Linked DNA regions of Gasterosteus aculeatus: region 1 is linked to region 2. A link is a contact called in public Hi-C data. All regions are on one chromosome and are shown on one strand. The core of a region is the stretch at or near the end of the contact, and the rest is flanking DNA. Distances in the headings are between cores, read along the strand shown.

Region 1 (4,260 bases), core at 921-3,420, 140 kb before region 2:
CCCCTTACTGTAAAACCAAAGAAATACCCCTCGGCTGGAAAAACAGGAACCGTCCTGAATAACTGCGTCTTGCCAGCTATACGTTGAAAGGGGAGCTGTGTGGCTTGCATCTGTCTTGCATAACCCCACACTGGTCTGCTCCTAAAAAAAGAAGTTAACGGGAGGTGTAACGTAACACCTGCTGCTCGGTAGACATTTCTTTCCAAGTGTATTATTATACCATTGATTCTTGCATTTATATTATACAAGTGTGAGTTCAGACTCTGTCAATGCCAACCAACGGAGGAATGAGTCCGACTAATGAGCACCCTTTGGACCTGAAAACTTTCTCCTATTTACAAAGCTGCAACCACTGTAACACATTACGCCAGATTATTTCAATATGTTTTGTTAGGAGTCAACTTGAGCGACCAAAGGATCTTTCTGGATCTTTCGTTTTTTTTTCCATCTCTAGTATTTCTGTAATTTTCTGTTTTCAATCTGAATGTTTCTAAGGAACCACATCCTTGTCTGTATCGCTAGAGTATAACAAAAATGAACAGAGCCTTTGTCTAAGTGGTACACAGATTCCAGCCAAATCTAGTTGACACATCCCATCACAATGAGTGTGTATGTGTGTGTGTGCGTGTGTGTAGGGGGGGTGTTTGCATACGTAAATGTGTATATGTGTGCATGTGCTTGGGAATATATACGTGAAGACAAACAGTATCAGTACGATCAAACAATCAGGTCAAAAAGAAGCACAAACCGTCGTCAGCATGTCCGACCAAAGAAAGACAGAAGTTGGTATTTCATCTCCAGAGAAGCCAGGAACAAATTCTTGTGTTCTGGTTTTGTGAAGTTACCTTTGACTAACAATTCTAAAAAGTTCAACGTTGAGAGCAAGTTGAAGTTTGATACGTGTTTAAAGTAAGACAGCCGATAATGTTTAAGGCGCAATAAACATTACAAAATGTCAGAGAAATATGCAACAGTAATGCAAACACACAGTAATTCCAAAAGTGCTGTTTTGCCAGAAGAGATTGGAGGGATATGAGAAGTGCCAGAAGAGGGAGTGAGACGGCGCATCGACGCAGCCAAGAGATGTGATCCATGACCGGATTATCATAGTTGATAAAAATACGGAGCAGAAAGGATACGGGTATTTCCAGAAGAATCAAACACGACCTGCTGATGTGCATTCAGTCCGCGTTGGATCCGTTTAGACTCCAGTCTGTGGGGAAGCGACAAAGTCCGGGGCCGGGGAAGCCGTAAAGCCCCAACCGCTGCTCTGCACTGCTCCCATGTGGCGGTTACAGCTGTTTAGCACCGTTGCCACCGTTAGCACCTTTAGCTGAGTTGCCGGCTAGCCGTCAACATTTTGATAGCAATTGAAAGTCAAACCAAACGCTCCCAAATCTCGGATCTTGCATCTTTAACGTGGCATTAAACCCTCGGTTTTACAGTATATCTGGTTAATGTGCTTATCGACTGACTTGATAGCTCCAAAAACGCAGGAACACAGGGCAAAGTTGGCTCACACTGCGCTATTCAAAGTGGCCGTTAACATCTCCTCATCAAATAGATTAGTGCAAATAGCCTCTTAGATGCCTGAAAGCCAATTACACCTCCATTGTTGTAATAATGAACTCATGAACCCAGCTTTATTGGAAAAGGTTGAGATTGGAATCAATACGAATGGACCGGAGAGGCGAGGGGCGCAGTGAGCAAGATTCACTGCACAGTCGGAAAAGCTTCCCCAAACTTAAATTTATTTGGATGTCAATGGGTTCCCACAAAATCCATCTAGCTGGCCTGCTCAGCCTATATTGCTTATTTGCAGACCGTGATAGAAGTAGTATAGGTGGACAAATTCAGCTGCTTAAGATGGATATTTACACATTTGTAAAATAGCACGTCAAGGTAATGACACAATAATTAATCTATGTTACAGGTCCAACTTGAAAATGTGCATAATATAGCTATTAGTTTTTGTGGATCGATCCCAGGGGAATCATTCATGGGTTCTGAGAAAAGAAGTAAATTTGCCTGGCACAAGTCTGACACACACACACACACACACACACACACACACACACACACACACACACACACACACACACACACACACACAAACAAGATCCAGGATCCCAGCAAACTAAATGGAATCCTTCCAGCCTTTAGCCCAAATGGGATCAAAGTACATTGACCCCATGTACCCCATTAAGGTGAATTAATTTGCCTGCATATCAAAACACTATTAAAAGACTGCGGTCAGAGTCAAGTAAAGGCTGACATTATATTGATTTCCGAGGTCAGATACACAGGCAGAGAAATGGAATTCAGTGCGAGTACATTTACTGGACACTGCGAGATTGGATCCCTCCGGAGCAGATGGGTATGAGCAAACAACGCCAGTGGCAGAGCCAACTGAGCCATACAGTTTTCTGTCACTCTTTCTTACCCACATAGATGGAGCAGTAGATTTTCGAGCAATGTGTAATTGATGAAGCAAAAATACAGCAAAGGCATTATGCATTTGGCCTCCAAAAACACACACTGCCTATTATACTCAGTAGACGATGATGATGAAATGTTCATAGCTGCTTTATTGCTTTGTTTCAAACAACATCCGTACAGGTGCTGCAACTTTAACACAAACAAACTCGCAATTCCATCATAAACCCCTTTTCGTCGAGAAGTATAGTTGAATGCCGGGACATAAAAGGCATTTATCTCTGATTCATAAAATGTTTACAGTTGGCTTTTCTTGAGTGGGAATGCTATTGTAAAAGCGTAACACAGAGGAGAAAAACAGGCGGCATTTTACAATCACAACACCCTTCCAGTTGATGACTTGGCTTTAAACTCATCCTATTCGTTCTTGGAAAACCGAATAACGTCACCTCGCCTACTTGCATACAAACACAAACACTGCAGTCCTGAATTTGAACTTTGATCTCTAGGCATTTTAAGGCGTGCATTGTTTTTTGTCCAGTAGCATCAAGGGATAAGAAACAAAAGTCTTCTGTGTTTGGCAAGATGGCCCCCCGGCCACAGGGTCCTTTCTGATCCGGACGTTTTGTGTGGTTTGTCCCCTTTCCTGGTAAACAGTGCCCTACCTGACGCCTTTCCCTAACATGGGGATACTGGCACGGGATCCTCAGGATGGGACGCAACCGTTTTCAGCACTTCCTTGCGTCACTACCCCCCTCACCCCCTCTCTCTGAAGTGCGACTCCTGCGTGTTTTATTGCCAGGCCTGGGTGAGCATGAAAACAAACGGGGGTCCGACTCAAAAGCTTTGATCTCCCGTTTCCTGGTTCATTATTTACGTCTGTTTCTCACGGAGCATTTTTTTTTTTCACATGATTATTATGCGCTTCCTCGGACATTTTCAGCCCGACCTCCAGACAATGCGCTTCACTTTAATGGTTTCTTCTTGCAGGAAGCTATAAAGGACTTTCGAGTTATCGTCTCTTTTTTTTTGATTGATTGATAATACAAACATAAAAAAATGACTAACAGGTGAATCGTTATGTTTACAAATTGCTAACTTCCGGTATGGTGTGTTAAATATGGAACTAGTACTTTCAGTAGTAGAATGAGTTGTATAAGATGCAATATTCAATATTTCTAATGCCCATTTGAGTAAACACCTTGTCTGCTCAGAGACAAAATGCAGATAAAACATTCAGAGTGGTTAAGAAATTGTATATTTTTTAAAACGGAAATTTTCATACAATTCAACATTCTGATTTCTTATTGTAAACACTGTGTGGACAAATATTATTGCTTGAATTTGCATGGTCCAAGATTGTAGTTTGAAGATCTGCTTCCACACCAGCTCTGAGCTAGACACACCAATATGCGAGGGGGTACGGGTTGGGGGGGGGGCAAAAGTTTGATGAAATGACCAAAAACTGAAAAGATAAAACATTTGAGTCAGTTGCAATTAACCGGAGTGCATCACAGGTCTGAGCGGTGGGCTGAACAGCAGGTCTCTCACCTTGACCCAGCTCCACCAGCTCAGCAGAAAGATCAAAAAGGCCTGTCCTCGGTGGAAACCACTGCCCTGTTTGAGCCAAGCTGGTGGATGTCATTAGGGACCCTGCCACGGAGGGTCAACCGCAGGGCCCAGTTTGTGTCCTGGGTTGAATTTGATGTATGATCCAGGAGTTTTTTGGGCAATGTTGCACATAAACACGCAGTTTCCCCACTGCTGTGCTGTGCAGTGTACTATTCCATGTGTACATTCTTGAGCTAATGGTGCCTGTAAATG
Region 2 (3,997 bases), core at 1,205-3,704:
ATATCTGGCTTGAGCAAACCCTGGAACAGAACCCCCGACTCCGGTAGTACGAAAACAATTTTGCAGTAACTGAGCAACAGGACCGAGAAAAAATGAAAAATCCCCCCCCTTCTCAAACAATAACTTGTGATGCTGTAAAAGCAATGCTCACTCGCACAACAAATCTCCCATATGGCAAAAATCAATAAGAGGAGCAACACTGTATTGATCACATCTATATCGTGGATTCACTCTGATGTCACGCTCCACTAACCAAGTGTGTGAGTGTGTGTTTATGGAAGATGGAGGGTTCTGCATTTGTTTCAATGGAAACGTTGAAACCTTAAGTTAAATCTATGCCTCATTGTGAGCGGCTGCTTTCGCAGACAATTTGTCTTTGGGTTATGGGGTGTCTATGGCTTTGGATGGTCTGATGTAAACCAGTGCACTATTTTACTTTCAAATCTATCAAAAATAGATATATTCATAGAAATGAAAAAGAAAAATTGTAAGAAGGTTTCAAGAGAGTGATTTTCAAAGTGTTAAATAATTATACTAATTGACAAAATGTCCTTGTTTGTTGCAAACCTGAAAGAGAGCTGTCCTTTCACAAAGAGCTTATAAAAAAAGTCAGGTCAGTGCTGTGCACCATTCTCTTTTGAATTACCACACTAATATACAATTATTGCATTCTTCATAGATGTCCACAGTTTGTTTTCTTAAGTCAGATTTAGCCCTGAGTGAAATAATAAATAGTAAAAGTCACTTCTAAAGCTTTGCTGAATGCCTGAAAAATCTCTGCCACTCGCCATCCTGTTCATTTCATGACAAATGCAAAAGCATCATTGTCATCAGGTCCTGCGATATAAAAGGCCTTAACGCGACGTGAATGAGACGGCTAAGCTAAATTCTCTCATTGATTTCTCTATATTTCTACACTGTAATGACAAGGCACAGGGTTGCCCTCCACAGGTAGAAAACTGACATAACAGGAATTAAAAGGTTACATTCTTGACAAATACTTTGCCTGCAAAGTTACCAAAACCCACCGGGTTTTGGGACTCACTTGCACCCTCGACAACTTGCGGAGGACGAACGTTACCCTAACATTTTCTTTTTGCCTCAGTTACTTCCTTCACCTCTCTACTTGGATTTCTCCCTCGCCTCCTCTTCCCTTCCCCCCCCCCCCACCAACCTCCTGCCGCAGCTCAAAGTTATTGATAGTTTAAAGTTATGGACTAATAATAAGATGGACACTGCATGGCCAAGAGCCTATTATACCCCAGGTAATGGATAGTGAGGGGGTTTTGAATGACATTGCCCAGAGATTGGATGACAAAGGGTGGAGCGATTTATGGCCGACGCAAAGAGCCCCCCCACCCCCCCCCGCCGCCGTCCATCTTCCCTCGCACACGCAGCCGCCCCGTGCTATTTATCTCTAGCTTGATAAAGAAGCAGATGAGGCATGCCGATATTTATGGTGAAGATCTTCATAAAAACTATCGGCTCAGTTTAAAAAGTTAGACTCGACCCGGAGGGACAGCAAATCAACTCAAAACTCTCTGTGCACCTTTTTCATGTTGTCTAAGGCAAACTACACACATTATTTGGCCTCTTTCTGATAAAAAGTCTCTTTTGGTTTGTTAATCTTACCGCAGTACACGCGGGAATATCATGAAAATAATACCCAATCTCTAGTTAACTACAGATGCAAATGAAGTGAAGAAACAAAGCAAGCCTGGTGTCTTCTTGTTTTGTCAATTCCAAACATTTAACAACTTTAAAAACTCCTGTGATGGAGTGGTGATGAGGTTTAAGAGATACAAGTACTTCCTAGATGTTACGGCACAGAGACTGAGCATCATGTGCCGTTTGTTAATGGAAAACCAGGAACAATCAAAAGCCCTGGTTGCAGAGGTCAGCGCAGCAGAGACGTCTACCGTGTATTGGCTCAAAGCGGCCTGCTCGGGTCTCTATTTAGAGAAGCAACAACAAAAGCAGAGGCACTTCAGACGCTGCTGTCGGGACGGAGGGCGAAGGGGAGAGGGACGGGCATGAGGGAGTGCAATGGAAAAGGCTTGTCAACATTATCTGCTTTATTGATTTAACAGTAAAGACTTGCCGCTTAAGCTTTATGTTGCTGCGGCTGGCCCCCTGGAAAATACAACAGCTTGCAAATAAAAAAAAAAACAATTTCCTAAAAAACTTGAGCATTTTTATTTTCATCTCCTGCCTAACAGCTCAGGTTTTGGCAAGCATTATAGTTACCGGTTCACACATTTCATCATGTTCATGAGTAGCCACGAAGAGTGGACCATGTGCAACTCTGCTCACTGTCTAAAAGAGATCGATAGCATTAAAAGAGGGAAACACCGTCGTCTACAGGGCCAACGGATGGGAATAGTAATGAGAAGTCTAATGCTGACAATGCTAGCAGGTTGATGTTGAGTTGCTACAATGTTTTTCACATTCATTAAATGCGTTACCATGCCAACACGGCTAAGTAATGGGACCAGATGGCCGCACTAAATGGAAGGTTACAGCATCAAGATGTGTACAATTCATCCTAGGGGAACCATGAATGTCGGTGTTAAATATCAGAGCAATCCGTCTCATGGTTGTGGATTCGTTTAAAAATAATGTCAACGTCATCGATTCATTAATTCAGTGCAAACCTGTGGGAGAATTAATCTCAGACCAAGAACAGCAGGTTTTCTCAAATTACGAGGCAAGAACGGGCAAAAGGCACCACTAGCTTTTTTACATGGAAGTAAGCGGGGCCCCTGGAACTTTGAGGCCCTGGGCCTGTGCTGCAGGCCTCACCAGTAATCCATTGATTTTCTGGGTCAAAGTCTTTGATCAATGCAAAAGATTGAAAGATGCGCAAAATAACCTTGATTATGATTATTCCTCTTGGCAAGGTGCCGTAACGTAGGAATTTGCATTTTACATTACGATTCAATTTGAAAAAGGAATTTGTGTAGCTGTAACTAGAAGCCCTTCTATCAGCATTGATGCTGAACAGGGCGAACGAAAAGCAGACAATGTCATCAAAAGGGGAATGGGAGGAGGGGGGGTGGGGGGTTCTCCCAATCAAAGGACTTTTTCATTTCAATTTTTGATTTTTCCCTGTGCTGATGTGAGGGTTTCGACACAGACGTTGTTGCATGTGCACAGACTGTAAAGCCCTCTGAGGCAAATTTGTAAATTGCAATTTTGGGCTGTACAAAATAAGAATAATTGAATGTCGCTTTCCTGCCCATTTTAATGAATGAACAGAAACAACGCCAGAGCAAAGAGCACATAACCTAAAATTGTATAGAAATTCCCCCGAGAAGACACTACACCCCATGCGGACAGGAGAGCAGTGGGGTCAACAGAATGTGTCCCCGGAGCAGCGTGGGGCCTTTGTGTTCTGACCTGTTGAGGCGTAAAGAAACATTTACGTGGCCCTTTAGACCAAAGCAGCTGCTCGGGCCTCCTACAGCTACCCGAAAGCCCCGTCAACACACTCAAGAAACACACCAGAGGATCTGTGGTTTCTTTGTTGTGGAATCTATCTGAATTTGATTGTGTCCTGCGCAGCATGCATGACCAAAGGATCAAATAAGCAAAGTGTAATTACATGCAAAAGAGGACGCACAAGGCAAGATGAGCTCGAACTTTTTGAAGGCTCACAGACGGACGGACTAGCAGACAGGTAACAGACCAAGACAGGTAATAAAATAGGCGTACAGGTGGACAGCTGAGCAAACTGAGAGCGACAAACAAATATAACAGGATAGAAATCCATACGTGTTGACATGTGAAGTCGAATAATAAGTATTACTGTCGACATGGAAAAAAATATAATTAGATATGAGGGGGAAACTATTGACAAAACTATTTATGGCAACCAAGGGGCCATGCTTAGTGATCGGACTGCAGCTAAAACCTCGATCGATTTTCTCCTTAAATATACAGCTCAATTAAAGATACAGCTGATTAAAAGACGAGTACGAATCGCAGCGGCGGATTT

The links. A called contact is a pair of places that touch in the nucleus more often than the background predicts.
Region 1: a contact with region 2 is called in a Hi-C map of skeletal muscle, with 5 times the contacts expected there. The contact joins two enhancer-like sites. A contact is called at or near these places in 4 of 6 Hi-C or Micro-C datasets (liver, skeletal muscle and whole body).

The regions. Positions count from the first base shown.
Region 1 is chr8:13,637,276-13,641,535 of fGasAcu3.hap1.1, reverse strand. No RefSeq gene overlaps it. Among protein-coding and RNA genes, the nearest start is that of nr5a2, 30 kb to the right of the region's middle. Within about 2 kb of position 2,170, at least 1 of the 9 cell types and tissues checked has open chromatin away from gene starts, as enhancers often do.
Region 2 is chr8:13,497,093-13,501,089 of fGasAcu3.hap1.1, reverse strand. All of the region lies in intron 19 of LOC120824260 (adhesion G protein-coupled receptor D2), which reads right to left. Among protein-coding and RNA genes, the nearest start is that of LOC120824260, 17 kb to the right of the region's middle. Within about 2 kb of position 2,454, at least 1 of the 9 cell types and tissues checked has open chromatin away from gene starts, as enhancers often do.